Regions from separate parts of the Sus scrofa genome. Here all the other regions are linked to region 2. The links are chromatin contacts, called in public HiChIP or PLAC-seq and promoter capture Hi-C maps. All regions are on one chromosome and are shown on one strand. The core of a region is the stretch at or near the end of the contact, and the rest is flanking DNA. Distances in the headings are between cores, read along the strand shown. Region 1 holds the start of LRRC34 (leucine-rich repeat-containing protein 34). Region 2 holds the start of SEC62 (SEC62 homolog, preprotein translocation factor). Region 3 holds the start of MYNN (myoneurin). Region 4 holds the start of PHC3 (polyhomeotic-like protein 3).

Region 1 (3,438 bases), core at 266-2,765, 170 kb before region 2:
AGGAATGACCAATTACACAAGAAGATGTCAAGAATCTAACCTAGATTTCATTTTTCATCCACACCTAAGACTGAATTCCAAATAATTTTCACCTAGCAGCACATTTCAAAATTTCTAGACAAGAGCTCATCTCGGAGGTGGTTCTCAATACCCTCCTGTCCTGGAACAGTCAAGTACTGGGAAATCCAAGGATTGAGGGTGAGTCAGACTTGGGCGCCCATCCGGAACGGCTGTGTGATGCTGAACAAGTTACTTAAATTTTTTTCAATCTTAAACTTCCTCTTACTCTAAAAGCAGAGCATAACAATACCCATCTTTAAGTGCTGTGAGGAATACGCGAGGCTTCTGAAGCAGTTTCGTAGCTACAAGCACACAATTGTGCAAAACGAAAAAGATGGAGAGAGAAGGGGTGTCCAAGCTACGCTTAACTTGCTACAAGATCATTCATGAGTGCAGAAATACTTAAAACCCAGGTGGGGAGCTCCCATTGTGGCTCTGTGAGTTAAGACCCAACATTGTCCTCATGAGGATGTCAGATCCCTGGCCTCGCTCAGCGAGTTAAGGATCTGGCATTGGCGCAAGCTCCAGGTAGGTCACAGATGTGGCTCCATCCCGTGTTTCTGTGGCTGTGGCATGGGCCTCAGTTGCATCTCTGATTTGACTCCCCTGGCCTGGGAACTTCCATATGCCGCAGGTGCTGCCATTAGAAAAAAAAAAAAAAAAAAACCAAAACAGAGTTCCCTTTGTAGTGCAGGGGAAGCGAGTCCGACTAGGAACCATGAGATTGGGGGTTCAATCCCTGGTCTTGCTCAGTGGGTTAAGAATCCAGCGTTGCCATGAGCCGTGGCGTAGGTCGCAGACGCTGCTGGGATCTGGCGTTGCTGTGGCGGAGGCCGGCAGGTGCAGCTCTGTTTAGAGCCCTAGCTTAGGAACCTCATATGCAGCGGGTGAGGCTCTTAAAAAAGAAAAAAGAAAGAAACCCCCCAAAAAACAAAAAAAACAGGTGGCACAGAGGTGCAAAGTGCAGTTTCCAGACCCTCTCGCCGCCTGGGCCCTGCTCTGTGGGGACTTCCCAAGAAGGGCCCCAAGAAGTTTATCCAGACAAACTTCTCCGAGTTGACGACACACTTTACTTCACAGGACAACCTACCGTGCTCCAGGACAGCTCAACTGCCCTGGGATGTTGGGGCTCCCCTCCAGCCTGCCAGCGTTTGGAGGCGCCCAGAAGTTGCGGCCACGGCTTGGGTTACCGGGGACACCCGACCTCCGGGCCACCTCTGGCGCGAAACCTGCTCAGAAGAATAGGTCTGGCCCTGAAGCCCTTCCCGCGTTTCGTCTGGGCCCTGGCCGGCGCCGAAGGACACCCCATTTCTTACCGTTACCGACAGCCGCAGCCCAGACCGGGGTAGGGGTCGTAGCGGGGGCGGGTGTCATGGACCCCGACTCTGGCCTGGCCTCCGCTTGGTGTTGCATGGTCTTGGCACCCCGCCGGCGGCGGCGACGTTGTTGTCATGACGACCGCGCGCGTGCGCCAGCCCCACCCCCGGAAGGCAGGCAAACTGGGCCTGGAGCAGACCCACCCTTGGAACTTGGGACCTTGGGACCTTGATCGCTGGCCCTAGCCAGTGGAGCCGACCTCTGCCAATACACGCTTGGCTCCTGAGGCCTAACTGAGCAGGCAGTGCCCGCGGAGGCTCTTTGGTCACCCCGTCTGGGTCCAGGTCACCTGCCCTGGGTTAAAGACACACTAAAGGAGAGCACCTCCGCTCCTTTGCGGAGAAGTTTTTGAAGTTTAGAGGCACGGCTGCTGGGTCGGAGAAGTTTTTGAAGTTTAGAGGCACGGCTGATGGGTCAGGATACAAAGACAATTATGACACAGTACGCTCCCCCAAAGTGTGCACATACCTGCGGAGGCCAGGTGCAAAAGCAGAGTGGCACTAGCACGGAAAGGGCACAGAGCTAAGGGAACATAAAGGGGCTTGTAGGTTGGCCTTGTGGAGGGGTGGTGGCATCAGGAAAGGCTCCTTGGAGGAGGTATCATCCTGACTGACCCGGGTGAACCTGCCAGAGAGTAGAACTGCCTTGTGCTTTTTGGAGACGTGCAGGTATTTGGGGGCTGCTCAGATGAGCACAGATTCGTGTGTGTGTGTGTGTGTGTGTGTGTGTGTGTGTGTGTCTTGGGCATCCTCTAATAAGCACAGCTGTTCTGGGCAGGGCGTTGGACACTCTCACATGAAGAACAGCTGGTAGAGAATGGGTTTGACACCACCTAGGGAAGATGAGGTCTGAAGCTGCCCAGGAGGAATGAGAAGGAGACAGAACCCAGTGATAGTTACAGTAACATGGTCAGGATTTGGTACATGGGCCCCAGGAGAGAAGAAGAGAAAGGAGGGAAGGAAAGAACCTGTTTGGGCCATAGATCAAAGAGAAGGAAATGGAAGGGCCCTGCAGAGGACTCTGGAGCTAGAGACTCATTGCCTGAGAAAAGGTAGGAGGAAGATGCTCACGGTGAAAACAGGCCATTTATGAAAACAGTTCAAAAGTGAAAAACAAAATGTCTGAGTCCTCTCTCTCTCCTGCCACCCCACCAGGCAATTCCACTCCTCTGCCAAGAAACTGGGCCAGGCAAAGCAGAGGTCTCTTGAATCTCTATGTAGCCCACAGATGTTAAGCATCATGAGAAGTATTTCTTCATATTAAACATGATGATGGTAGAAAAGACAATTATATTTTCATTTATCTCATGTGCTACCAACAAAGTGGAGAGGTAGCCTGAAATATTAAAGTGTGAGTGTAGGTACAATTCAGCAATTGCCCTTCCCTATCCCTCCCTTAAATTATTCTGAGTTAAGAAAATAGGGGAAAGTAAAAAGAGGTTGAGGATTCATTAATTGCTGCCCCAGGAGAAGGGAAGAATATTCTCCCATGGGAGCAAGAAGGGCAGAATCAGACGTTTGTTCTAGAGAGTGACTAACAAACAGGGTTGGGACAGAATAAAAGAAAAACAGCTGTGCTTTAACCACACAAATGGCACCTACCCTATCTGCCATAGCAAAACAAAACCAAAAACAGTATTTACACAGAACTGCAGCCCACAGTGTCAAAACGTGTATCAAATAGAAGGCCAAAAACAAACCAACCAAATGTGTAACTTATTTCCATTAGAACATTTCTCATTACCCCCAGTGATTTCCAGATATGGAAGAGGGATGTAGTTTGGAAAAAACAATCCCTGATTGGGAGCTAGGGAGCAGGAGAGAAGGATATTGCCGAACTGTCTGCAAGGAAACAGAGTGGATTTACTGCGTGTTTATGTGTCAAGAACCAAGAGAAAGAGAGAGAGAGAGAGAGAGTGCGAGCAAGAGAGTGAGCGAGCTAATTTAAATCTGAGCTTGCTAGAAGTCAGAACCAAAGAGAATAGGTAAGGTTATTGTCGTT
Region 2 (3,884 bases), core at 173-2,672:
GGAGAGAAGGACTGAAGGAAATAAAGACATTTCATACCCAGTGTTATGTTTTGGGTTGACTGATAGGAATCATCTTTTTTTCACCCCATCTCTGACTATATATACCCTAATTATTAATTATAGGGGGGAAAGGAATTAAATGACTTGCTGACCCTGCCCTGAGAGTGCATAATTGCCTAGTCCAGAAAAGAACTTCAGCCATCTTATTTTATAAAACAATAGACATCAATATGATACTATTTGTCTTAATATTTAATTGCTATTAGGTTACATATATAATATGGGAAATGAACTTTTAAATGATATAATAAATGCTCAACATAGCATTAAGTGAAAAAAAAAGGCTACTGCATAACATATGCAGTATATTTTCAGTTGAGGAGGAACTGAGAAACATGTAAATACAAATATACACACACACAGTAGGAAAAAATACTGGAAGAAAATAATAACAGATCTCTGGGCGGTAGCGTTAGGGGTTTTTATTTTTGTCTTTTCTGTATTTTCCCAATTTTTTACCATTTAAAATGCTTTAAAATTTCCATAAAATCATGGGAATTTCTATCTAAAAACACTAGCATTTTAAGCCCATTCTCTTTGATCTAGGTACCTCTAAAATAATAGTTACAGCAGTAAATTCACCAGATTCAAAGTAACCTGCAATCTTCTTCATTCCCAATTCTTAAGAATCTTTCTCCTATTCATTAGTTGCTTCTATTTCCCTGGGTTCTCTTTGACTCTTGGATTCTAAAGGTGCGTTTTCAGAAGCAACATCAAAAACGGAATAGCGAATCGAAAGTTTGTTTCAGATGAACCTGACTACCCCCAACATTGCACAAGGAAAGATAATTGGCTTAGATTTCGGCTGTGCCGTCGTCTACCAACTGTGGAGCCTTCGATAACTTAGTTCATGTCGCTGCACCTCTGTGGTCTCAGCTTTCCCATCTTTAAAGTGGGCTTAGAATTTACACGTGGGGAATGGATAGGACAGGGCTCATTGGCAAGAGAGTGCCACAGTTAGAGACGTCTATAAATCCTCTGTGAAAGGCTCCACCCAAAACGAACCAACTCCTAGGGGGGTGGGGCCCGGGAATCTGTATTTCAGTAGCTTCCCAGGTGTCAGATGCTCAGTCAGTTTTGAGAACGGAAGACTTTTTCCAGTCCTTACGTCCTTTGATCTACTTTTCAACTTCCTTCTGGTCCCAGCGATTTCCAGTTCCTGCAACAAAAGTAACCGAAGAAAAACGGGAGACAAGGCGCTGCCAATACTCCCGGGGCTCGCCTGGGTATCCGCCTCTCGCCAGCTTCCCTCCCCCGCCGCCAGCCGCCAGGTTATATAACGGGCTCAGCAGCGCGCTCTCGCGAGGTTTCCAGCGCCCCCGCCTCGCTCCACGTCAGAGGGAACCGGGAGGAGCGGCCAACATGGCGGAACGCAGGCGGCACAAGAAGCGGATTCAGGTAGCAAAGTCGAGCCCTGGGATAGGAGACTTTAGGGCGCTTGAAAATGGAAGAAGCAGGGAAAGCTCCCGGGAAGGGCAAGCGAAGTCGAGGGCGAGGTGGGGTGGGGTTCCGCCGCGAGCCCGCTGGTTACGGGCTGCGTCGAAGTGAGGGGCCTGAGGGAGGGCGGTGCTGGCGACGGTGGTGTCTGAGGCGGAGATACTGGGGCAGCGGAGGAAGACCCGAGGCGCCGCTCTCGGAATCGGACGCGAAGGCGCGGCCGCCAGCCCAGGGTTCCGGTGGTGGCGCCGGCAGGGGCCTGCCCTAGGAGGTCCACGTCCGCCGAGCGCCGACACCGACCCTCCCCGGGCTCCTCCCCTCCCTTCTCCACCCCATCCTTTCGTCTTGACTGTCCCCAAATTAAGGCCACAGTAAATAGGGTAGAAGGAAGCGGAGGACCGACCTAAAGCTGCCAGTTCTTTGTGCGCAAATACGAGGACCGTATGTGGGGAGGAGTGATCTGGGTTTGGTCAGCTGCCCCGGGGGCCCAGGCGGCGATCCAGATGTTCGTTTGCGTGAACCCTCCTTTCTTCTCACTGTTATTAACTTGAGTCCAGTTGAAGCTTTCCAGCTTTCTTTCAGGCGACAGAGTGTAAATAAACACAACTTCCGTACTGCAGCGAGCGGGTTGCGCCCAGAAACCTTTCGCATGCCAGTGTGTCATCCTCATAACCTACATAGCATCCCTCCCTCATTCCACATGCCTGTCATCTGTGTATTTCTTCTTTGCAATTTCCCCCCTGTTGTTCTTGCTCTTTGCCAACAGGATTAAATACGTGGAACATCTTAGGCTCTGTATTGTCTCATTATTAGCTTGTGTGCCTAGAAACCTTCATGGGTCATCATAAGTTGATATCACATTGTAAATTGTTAATACACTAATCATAAATCGTTACACTCATCATTGTCTCTCTGTTCCTTACTATGTTATTGTTTAGAATGGCGCTCTGTCAAATTTTTATTTACCCATTTTTTAAAAGTTAATCTCTTGTCTGGCTTACACCACAGGTGATTTGAGCTATGCAAGTTAAAATTCTCCTAAAAACTTTTAAGTACTAGAAAAAAAGAAAAAGATGCCAGTGATCAGTAAATTTGGAGTTGGGCAGAAATAAGGAGTTTCAAAAAGAGCAAAGAAGGGGATCAGAAAGAGACAGATTCCCCCAATTTCAGACAGGTCATAAAAGCAAAGCTTAAGAGTATTAAAGAAGTTTCTAATTATACTGTTCCTCGTCTTTCAAAATTTAGTATTATTGGTCAGACATGGATACATAAACCTTTTATTAGAATTTGTATTGAAGTTGTGAAATTAGTACTTCCAAGACTTATCTTTGCATGAATGGTGCATTTTGTGGCCTTAAAAAAATGTCATTTTTACAGTATCAGCTGTTCTTAAAATTGTTGTAAACGTGATCCTAATTCACTTTGAAGAGCTGCTTTATTTCTAGTGTGACCTCGTATTAAGCAGAAAGATAACCTATATAGTAGTGGTGGTGACTAGCAGCAAAAATTTAAGCCAGACTCTGCCTGTTTGTACTCCAGTTTCAGTAATTATTAGCTGTGTAACTGGGCAAGTTACTTAACTTTTCCCCTCAATTTCCAAATCTCTAAGAAGAACCTGAAAAAAGACTGTCATTGGGTTGTTCTGGAAAAAAAGAGTACTTGGCAAATAACTCCTTCCCCCCACACTACCCCCAAGGATAAACGCTTTAAGATGATTTGTTTTGGTTTTTGTTAAGCATTTTGGTTTGCTGCAGAAAGATTAACAGTTATCTATAAAGTAAATAAACCTTTGAGTTGTGAGTTCCATGAAGAATAGCTCTTTAATTACCACTGTTTAGTTGGGGATCAGATAAATATGTGAGGACCTGATTGTTAAAAATCAGATTGGTATACTATTAAATGAAAATAATATTTTCCCATTCTCAAAAGTTTTCTACTTAGCTGTGCTGTGTAGAGTGGTGTAGAGATCTTTGAAGTGCTATTTGGAATACTACTCTGCAGTCTTAACAGGTTAATAAAAATGTACAATAACGTATAAAACTCCTTGGTTTTTTCCCCTCCAGAGAAACAGAAACTCTAGAATATTGGCATTACTTTAGACAGAAAGATCAAAGGTAATGACCAAGTTCAGAGTTGAAGTTACAGAAAAGATTCTATTTTAAGACTTCAGGGCATTCAAGTTTGTAACATCAACTCAGTTTCCTGTTGTTTGTTACTTGATGTTTCATGTTTAGAAAAGATTTTTAATAGATTTAAGGACCTTGAATTTGTAATTAGTATGTTGGGGGAAATGATTGATACAAACAAGTTCAAGGTTTTAAAAAGTTGTTACTTTGTATGCATTTTCCAGTGTAGCCTAATTTTAGATTCTGGTATCCCATCAAAGT
Region 3 (3,406 bases), core at 325-2,824, 230 kb before region 2:
TGCTTGTTTTATTTAAATACATCTCACAACCTAATACTGAAAAAATAATGTAATGTACAGCCTGGTAACATTACCGGGCAGGGCCCTTTGGGGCTCCTGGGCACAAAAGCCTTTCTCTGTCCCCATTTCTTTTTAGGAAATAGGCCTCATTCAGCCTCCTTGACCTCCCTTGAGTGCCAAAGGGCAGGTAGTAGGAAGGAAAGATTACAGAAAACCAGATATCTAAAGTTGGGAAATTTAGCGCTTTTCTATGAAAGAATGCAAATGTCTAGGCTCACTGAAATCATCCTTTGATGTGCATCTCCACCAGTGTTCTGTGTTTTCACAGCCTGAGTTTCAAGGAGGGCAGGGTGGGGGGGCTCGCTCTCGGGAGTGGTTGCTAGATGGCAGGTATTCTTTGTTTCCTTCCTGAGTTCCCACAGGGCTCCGAGGTTCAGCCTCCGAGGTGGCTGCATTCCCGGTTGATTTGTGCCATCCTTTGTTTTGTGGACTTAACTATCAGTGTATGTGATAAAGAACTAAAAGACCCTAGCAAATGGAAGATGTTAACTACCTGATGAAGGATTGTTCATTCTGGAAAGAAGGACCACTAGAACCAGTCCTGGGGTCACAAAAACACCAACTTTGAAAAACAATGCAAGCCAGCATTTTCCCTGATCCTTATCTGTGGCCCTATTTTTCTACTTCCAAATTATAAAACCACTTCCTATTCTCTCCCAAAGGGGGGCACAGTCTTTAGGGCATTAGTCTGCTATAGCCCTCCTTTGCCTGGCAAAGCAATAAAGCTGTTACTTTTCTCCTTCACCCAAAACTCTTGTCTCCCTGTTTCTATTCAGCACTGGTGGACAGAGAGGTCCAGTTTCCACAACAAGGTAATCAAACACAGCACAAAAACTGGAGCCCTGGAGCCCTTGAGGACTCTGTATTACAAGTCATTTGGTTTTCCACTTGAGATTACAGATTTATCTAAACCCGAGACCATGTTTTATACTTCTAAATACTCAATATCTGTTCAACACATAGCAGAGGCTCATAAATATCTGAGTGAATTAATTACCAAAAAGGATTCTGACAAAACTAAAAGTGCAATCAGAAAGAAAATTATACTTATAAACATAAAATCAAGAAAGAACCAGCCTCTTTTTTTCCTAACGGTTGTGGTTTTATTCAAAAATATGATTCATACTGAGGAAAACTTAGAGACCAAACGGAATCTGTTTTTTTAAAAAAATCTCAGGAGAGAAGAAAAGAAACTCAAGTTGACACTGTCCTGAAAAATAAAGTCGCGAGTAAACTTCCTACGATCCTCATATAACTTTTAACAAGAAAAAAATGTTGAAGTTTTGGTTTTCTTAGATTTATAATGTCCAAGCGTGGTATAATTCACCCTAACATATCAGCATGACTTATCTTACTGTTTCTGTCTTTTCATTTTATGCAGATAAGCGGCACCCCTTTCCCTCACTGTACAAAATCTGAATACAACGTAAATCATTGTATTAAAGTTTTTCTAGTCCAGACGCAGAACATTTTCCGGTATAAAGCCCACCTTTCCCCACGCGCATGCCCAGTATGCCCTACTGCTTTGCACCGCTTTCGTGCATCCCAGGCTTCCAACACCAGGTAAGGGTATCCTGCAAACTGGATTCCGGTTGGCTGATGCAAACAAGAGCTTTTGGGTAGGTAAACTAAAAAGGAGTGATCAGTCTCAGCTCAAAAATTCCCATGGTCGAGAGCCCAAGTATATAAAGCAGCTGTTCCCACCGGTGGGGCCTCAAGAAAGGTGAGGCTGATGGGAGAAGTCGAGCAACTAACTACAAGCCCCAGCATGCAATGCACAATTTGGCTCCCGGAAAGAGGCGCGCTGTGCAGCGGAAAGCAGCCTTGGCCGGCAACACGAGTCGTGCGCGAGATGCTGACGGTCAGCCAACCAGAATGCTCAGAATGAGGAAGAGAGGCGGGGCGCTGTGAGCGTCCCCTTAGATCTCGTATCTATGACTCTCCAGTTTCCGGGTCTCCTGGCCCGCTAGGGAGGGGGTTCTCTGTGCGCCAGCCTCTTCCAGGCGGGTGTTAGATCTCCACGGTCCTAAGAGCCTACGCTGTTGCCACGGATCTCCCAGAGCCGGATGTGACGTCGCCTTGGAGTAGGAAGGGAGAGGCGGAGCGTAGCCCAGTGACGTCCTTCCAATATGGCGGAGTGAGAGTGAAGAAACAGTGTTTCCCCTTGGGTTGCTATAGGTGAGTTCTGTCTTTGCCCCCAGCCCGCCATCCCAGCTCCCTCCAGATCCTGGGTCACTAGAGGGCAGGTTCCTTGGAGCGCGAGCTGTTGTCGGAGCCAAGTGTTAACGTTGAAAGCTCGGGCGAGGCAGTCCTGGTGTTGGCCTTGGCCACAACCTCTGCTGTGGGAATTCGCGGGAGTGGGAGCTGGGCGAAGGGCAGGGAGGCAGAAACCAGGAGAGATCGGCTTTGGTTGTCACCCTATGATACCACCTCGAGTGGGGAAGGAAGGGGTGTGGCTTCCTCGGGGTGAGTGACCTAACCTTTGACAACTCTTGGCCCTGCCCCCTCGGCACCCGTCTAGCGTTTTGAAGCCACTATGTAACAGGTTTCATTGGGGAGCAGTTTTCAAGACCTCGTACCGTGTCCTTACTCAGTTTGCCCCAACGATCATTCTTTTAGTGGTTGATTTTTTCTCCCAAATATATGTTTGCCTACTGAGCTTGAAAGTGAAAGTTCAGCTGATCCAAAAGCGTGGAATTTTGCAGTGCTTTTTTTTTTCCTTTTTTTCCCCGCTTTGTGGAAATATTTTCTCGCGTCGCCATTTATTACCGCGTCCAAAGGATTGTGTTAGTTGACCAAGATGAAATAAAAGCTAGGAAGGCATTTGTCCCTTCGGCATTTTTTAACCATATCTGTGAATTTTCTGGGGACGTAAAATGAGAACAGACTTTATTCTTGTTGCGTGAAAAGTTTGATGACAGCTTAGGTTTACTAATTTACTATTTATTTTTGTTTTTTAGAACAAGGGTAAAATTCGTTTGTGATATCAAAATGCAGTATTCGCACCACTGTGAGCACCTTTTAGAGAGACTGAACAAACAACGGGAAGCTGGTTTTCTTTGTGACTGCACCATAGTGATTGGGGAATTCCAGTTTAAAGCTCATAGGAATGTGCTTGCCTCCTTTAGTGAGTATTTTGGTGCGATCTACAGAAGCACTTCTGAGAACAATGTCTTTCTTGATCAGAGTCAGGTGAAGGCTGATGGATTTCAGAAACTGTTGGAGTTTATATACACAGGAACTTTAAATCTTGACAGGTAAAGTACACATTTTATTTCCACTTATAAAAGCTGGTCAATAGTCTTTAGAGCTAAACCATTTTGGTATTTTTTCCATACAGTCATTG
Region 4 (3,862 bases), core at 270-2,769, 220 kb after region 2:
AGCATTGACTAAACTATATGAAGAACACTTTCCACTTTGTGAAAAGACAAAGGAATTTGGCGCTAATTGTGTACGCATGCATTATTCCCATATGGTGTTCTTTTATATACAAATTTTCTTTGTTCTTATATCATGTATATAAATAGTACTTATGTGCTCTTCCAGGAATCGAATGTTACAAAATCCTGATTTAATAAGAGGAAAAGTGAGGGGGGGGCAACTCTTCACTTACTAATTTTTTTTGATTAATAGATGACATATATCTTTACGCTTCTCTGACTTTTAAGGGGTTTTGGTAGTTTTTCAAATTGCCTTCCAATCATCAAATCACAGCATCGCATGGTTAACTATTCAACATCATACAGATAGGGTGGGAGATAAACTTTTTACCAAATTATTACCTGTAGTAACACTTCTGAACCACGAAGCAACGATATGCAAAAAGCCAGCTTAAATTCTCTTTACAGTACTATTCTGCTCAGCCACGTCCTCAACCCCAAACCTGAGGGTAAGCAGTTCTGTAACTAACCAAAAATGGTCACAGAGAATCCAAATTCTAGGCACAAGTCTAAATATCGGTGGGTATAACCGGCCAAACCACTGCACTTCATTTGGAGACCAGGCACAAAAGAGCAATTTTGGTAACTCCATCGTCTATGCATAGCATTGCCTGCAGAACACAAACGGCAGTTCTGCTGCACAAGCGGCCTACCCAGGAAACACTAAGTTTGAGTCGCTAACTAAGCATACCATCACACCACACAAGAATGTAGCCCTCTAGGGCGGCATCAACACTGCAGCCAGAGACCCGAGGGAAAGAAGAGCTTTCCTTCCAGAGTATTTTCAGGCTCGCCAGAACAGCAACAGCCCGCGCCTCCTTAAAGCCGGCGCTGGGACACCTCCTCCAAGCCTCCCGGGAGAAGGGTGGCGAACAGACCCAAGTCGCTGGTTCTCCCACTGAGGAGGAGCGGAGTGGCGCCGGGGCGGGAAGGAGGAGAGCGCGAAGGAGGCCTGGCAGTGCCCGCCCAGCCCTACCCAGCCTCCGCGGGCCCCCGGCGCGGGCAGCCGTAACAAGGCTGCCCGCGGGGCCCACTTGCAGAGATGACAGCGCTTGAGGAGCCCACCCGGGCTCATCTTCCGAAAGACCCTAACGGTTGGGGTCCGAGGGATAACCCACTGCTCAAGGCCCCGCAGATCCCGGACCAGACGGCGGAAGGGGTGCTCCCGCCTGAGGCAGCTGGACCCTTACAGTTCGCCTCCGTCCCCCTACAAGAGCGAAGCGCGCTCTTCCACGATAAAGAAGCTCTCACGTCCCCCTTTCTCCGCAGTGCCCGCGAAAAGGCCCTGAGCTTTCCCCTTGGGGGATGTGTCGCTGCCCCCACTCGCCCCCCGGTTACGACATCAGTCACCAGCAAGTCACTCACTCCGCTTCCGCCATCTTCTCTCCTCCATCACTAACACAAGCTGCGCATGCGCCCCCCTGGCGGCCGCGGCGGCGGCGGCAGCGGAGGGCGAAAGGGCGGGGTCAGCTCAGCCTCTGGCCCCCGAAGTCACGTGGAGTCCTCGTCTTCCAATTACCCCCTCCCAAGTCAACCCTTGCCAGCTCTGGGAATTGACCAGGTTTCCCCAATTTAGATACCGGTGTTTCACCTACAAACACTCGCTTTCTCTTGCCCAGGGTCTTTCTCCTTTTGAAGAGGAATCTGTAACCAGGTTATGAAAAGTTCTGATTAGACGGTTAAATTAAAAATTTTAAGGACATCTAAAATATACCAAAGCATAGGCAAACTGCAAAGAGGTGAGGTGGAAGAGAATAATAAGCCGATGATTGGATGCGAAGCCTTGAACTCAGTGTTCCTGACCCCCGTGAGGTGGCCAGTTAAGGAATCATCCTGACTACCATGTGAATATCATTCATATCTTTGACATGAATTTAGTGGGCGCTTAGTGGGCATTACAAGCTTCCATACTGCAGGCAACAAGCAGAAATGTCCACCAGTGTGCTAATGTAGTTTATTACACTCTGCATAGATGGCAATTACTCTGAGGCAGGATGAGACAAACATGTAAAGATAAGTGAAACAAGTCCGTGTCTTCCAACAAGTCTTAATCTGTAGAGTTAAGTGGGTTTTATAGAGCTATCCTCACAATCCAAATGTTCTGAAACATACCCATTAAGTGCTTTGGAAAACTTAAGTTTAAGGAATGATAAATCTTTACTGTCCTTCACCAAAAAAAGCATACCAATCACAAGGAATGTTTTGGTTTTTTGTTTGTGTGTTTTGTTTTGTTTTCCCTTTTTACAGCTGCGCCTGGAAGTTCCCAGGCTAGGGGTCAAATCAGAACTTCAGCTGAGGCCTATGCCTCAGCCATGGCTACACTGGATCCAACCTGCATCTGCCATCTTGTGGCAAGGCTGGATCCTTAACCCAGTGGGTGAGGCCAGGGATGGAATCTGCATCCTTGCAAAGACAACATCAGGTCCTTAGCCCATTGAGCCACAATGGGGATTCCATTAGCAATGTCTTCTTTTTGCATTTATTAAGATGGTGGAGTTGAATTTCAAGAACTGAATAATGAATTCATGATACAAATTCATTTTAAAATGTAGTACAATCTACTAAAAAGTATACTTAATCTTGGAAATCCACAATATACTTAGGGAAGGGAAAAGACCACTTCCTTTATGAGCTATATTGTCCCTTTACCACTTTTCACCATTTGATGACATTGTTCCTTTACCTTATTTTCCTATCTGAAAGCAAAGCCCTTCCTACTACTCCTAAGAGAACGCACTGAGAAAGTCTCCTTGAAAAGTCTCTATAGATGCTTTTTTTTTTTAATTTTGTCTTTTTGCCTTTTCTAGGGCTGCTCCCGTGGCATATGGCTAGGGGTCTAATCAGAGCTGTGGCCGCCGGCCTACAACAGAGCCACAGCAATGCTAGATCCAAGCCACGTCTGCAACCTACACCACAGCTCATGGCAATGCCAGATCCTTAACCCACTGAGCAAGACCAGGGATCGAACCCAAAACCTCGTGGTTCCTAGTCAGATTCATTAACCACTGAGCCACGATGGGAATTCCTAGATGTTTAAAGATAAAATACTACTTTTTCTTCTTTTCTGACTTGCTCATGATGCCATTGTCATTCAACTCTCAAGAATCAACTGTCTATTGGTATTGCTAAAATTTTTGTTTAGTAAAACAAAATTGAAGAAAGCAGTCTTAGACCTAAATGTGAAAAATGCATAATTCAAGGGAATGTTTAGAATAAATGAGCCAAAATATTCCTTTTCATCCCTCTTTCCTTTCAACGTCTAAGGCCTATATCTCTATTGTCATCACATGCAGACTGGCTTTCAAAGTCAGAACATATATTGGGTAAAGTCAGATCAGTACTGCTTTTCAGAAAGATTTCAAAACCCAATATAACAACCAGCATTTGTATAGCCTTTTCCTAAAAGCAGAGGATTTCCACAAACTCATTTGATCTTCGCAACAAAACTAGTTATCATTCTCATTTAGCGCGGAAGTATAGTGAGGCTCAAGGTGATTAGATGCCTATGGTGACTTTGCTAAAATGTACCAAAAATGGGTTCTAACTTAATCTTTCCATGACCAAAGCCAAATTTTCTTCACTGCTCATTCAGCAAGCCACTGTGTGAAGTGTTAGAGGGGACAAAATATGATGAAATATGACCACTTTCAAGAAATGTATCATGGGGAGTTCCCGTCATGGTGCAGCTTAAACAAATCTGACTAGGAACCATGAGGTTGCAGGTTCGATCCCTGGCCTATTTCAGTGGGTTAAGGATCCAGCATTGCCTAGAGCTGTGGTATAGTTCAAAGATGCAGCTCAGA

The links. Promoter capture Hi-C pulls out the DNA fragments that hold promoters and counts their contacts. HiChIP or PLAC-seq counts read pairs in DNA pulled down with a chosen protein or histone mark.
Region 1: a promoter capture Hi-C map of liver shows a contact between it and region 2, with 2.6 times the contacts expected there. The contact joins the promoter of LRRC34 here to the promoter of SEC62 in region 2.
Region 3: an H3K27ac HiChIP or PLAC-seq map of alveolar macrophages shows a contact between it and region 2. The contact joins the promoter of MYNN here to the promoter of SEC62 in region 2. A contact is called at or near these places in 1 of 5 promoter capture datasets (liver), 22 of 47 Hi-C or Micro-C datasets (alveolar macrophages, brain, embryonic fibroblasts and 12 more) and 2 of 2 datasets of contacts at active chromatin or transcription factors (alveolar macrophages and skeletal muscle).
Region 4: a contact with region 2 is called in an H3K27ac HiChIP or PLAC-seq map of alveolar macrophages. The contact joins the promoter of PHC3 here to the promoter of SEC62 in region 2. A contact is called at or near these places in 1 of 47 Hi-C or Micro-C datasets (embryonic fibroblasts) and 2 of 2 datasets of contacts at active chromatin or transcription factors (alveolar macrophages and skeletal muscle).

What each region holds. Positions count from the first base shown.
Region 1 is chr13:108,485,601-108,489,038 of Sscrofa11.1, forward strand. It overlaps LRRC34 (leucine-rich repeat-containing protein 34), which reads right to left and starts at 1,516. Exons shown (of 10, transcript XM_021069765.1): 1 at 1,377-1,516. The coding sequence starts at 1,473.
Region 2 is chr13:108,659,064-108,662,947 of Sscrofa11.1, forward strand. SEC62 (SEC62 homolog, preprotein translocation factor) reads left to right here and starts at 1,423. Exons shown (of 8, transcript NM_001105305.1): 1 at 1,423-1,458. The coding sequence starts at 1,423.
Region 3 is chr13:108,433,620-108,437,025 of Sscrofa11.1, forward strand. MYNN (myoneurin) reads left to right here and starts at 1,575. Exons shown (of 7, transcript XM_005669990.3): 1 at 1,575-2,238; 2 at 3,021-3,317. The coding sequence starts at 3,052. ACTRT3 (actin-related protein T3) reads right to left here and starts at 747. Exons shown (of 2, transcript XM_003358668.4): 1 at 1-747.
Region 4 is chr13:108,882,101-108,885,962 of Sscrofa11.1, forward strand. PHC3 (polyhomeotic-like protein 3) reads right to left here and starts at 1,520. Exons shown (of 16, transcript XM_021069777.1): 1 at 1,425-1,520. The coding sequence starts at 1,438.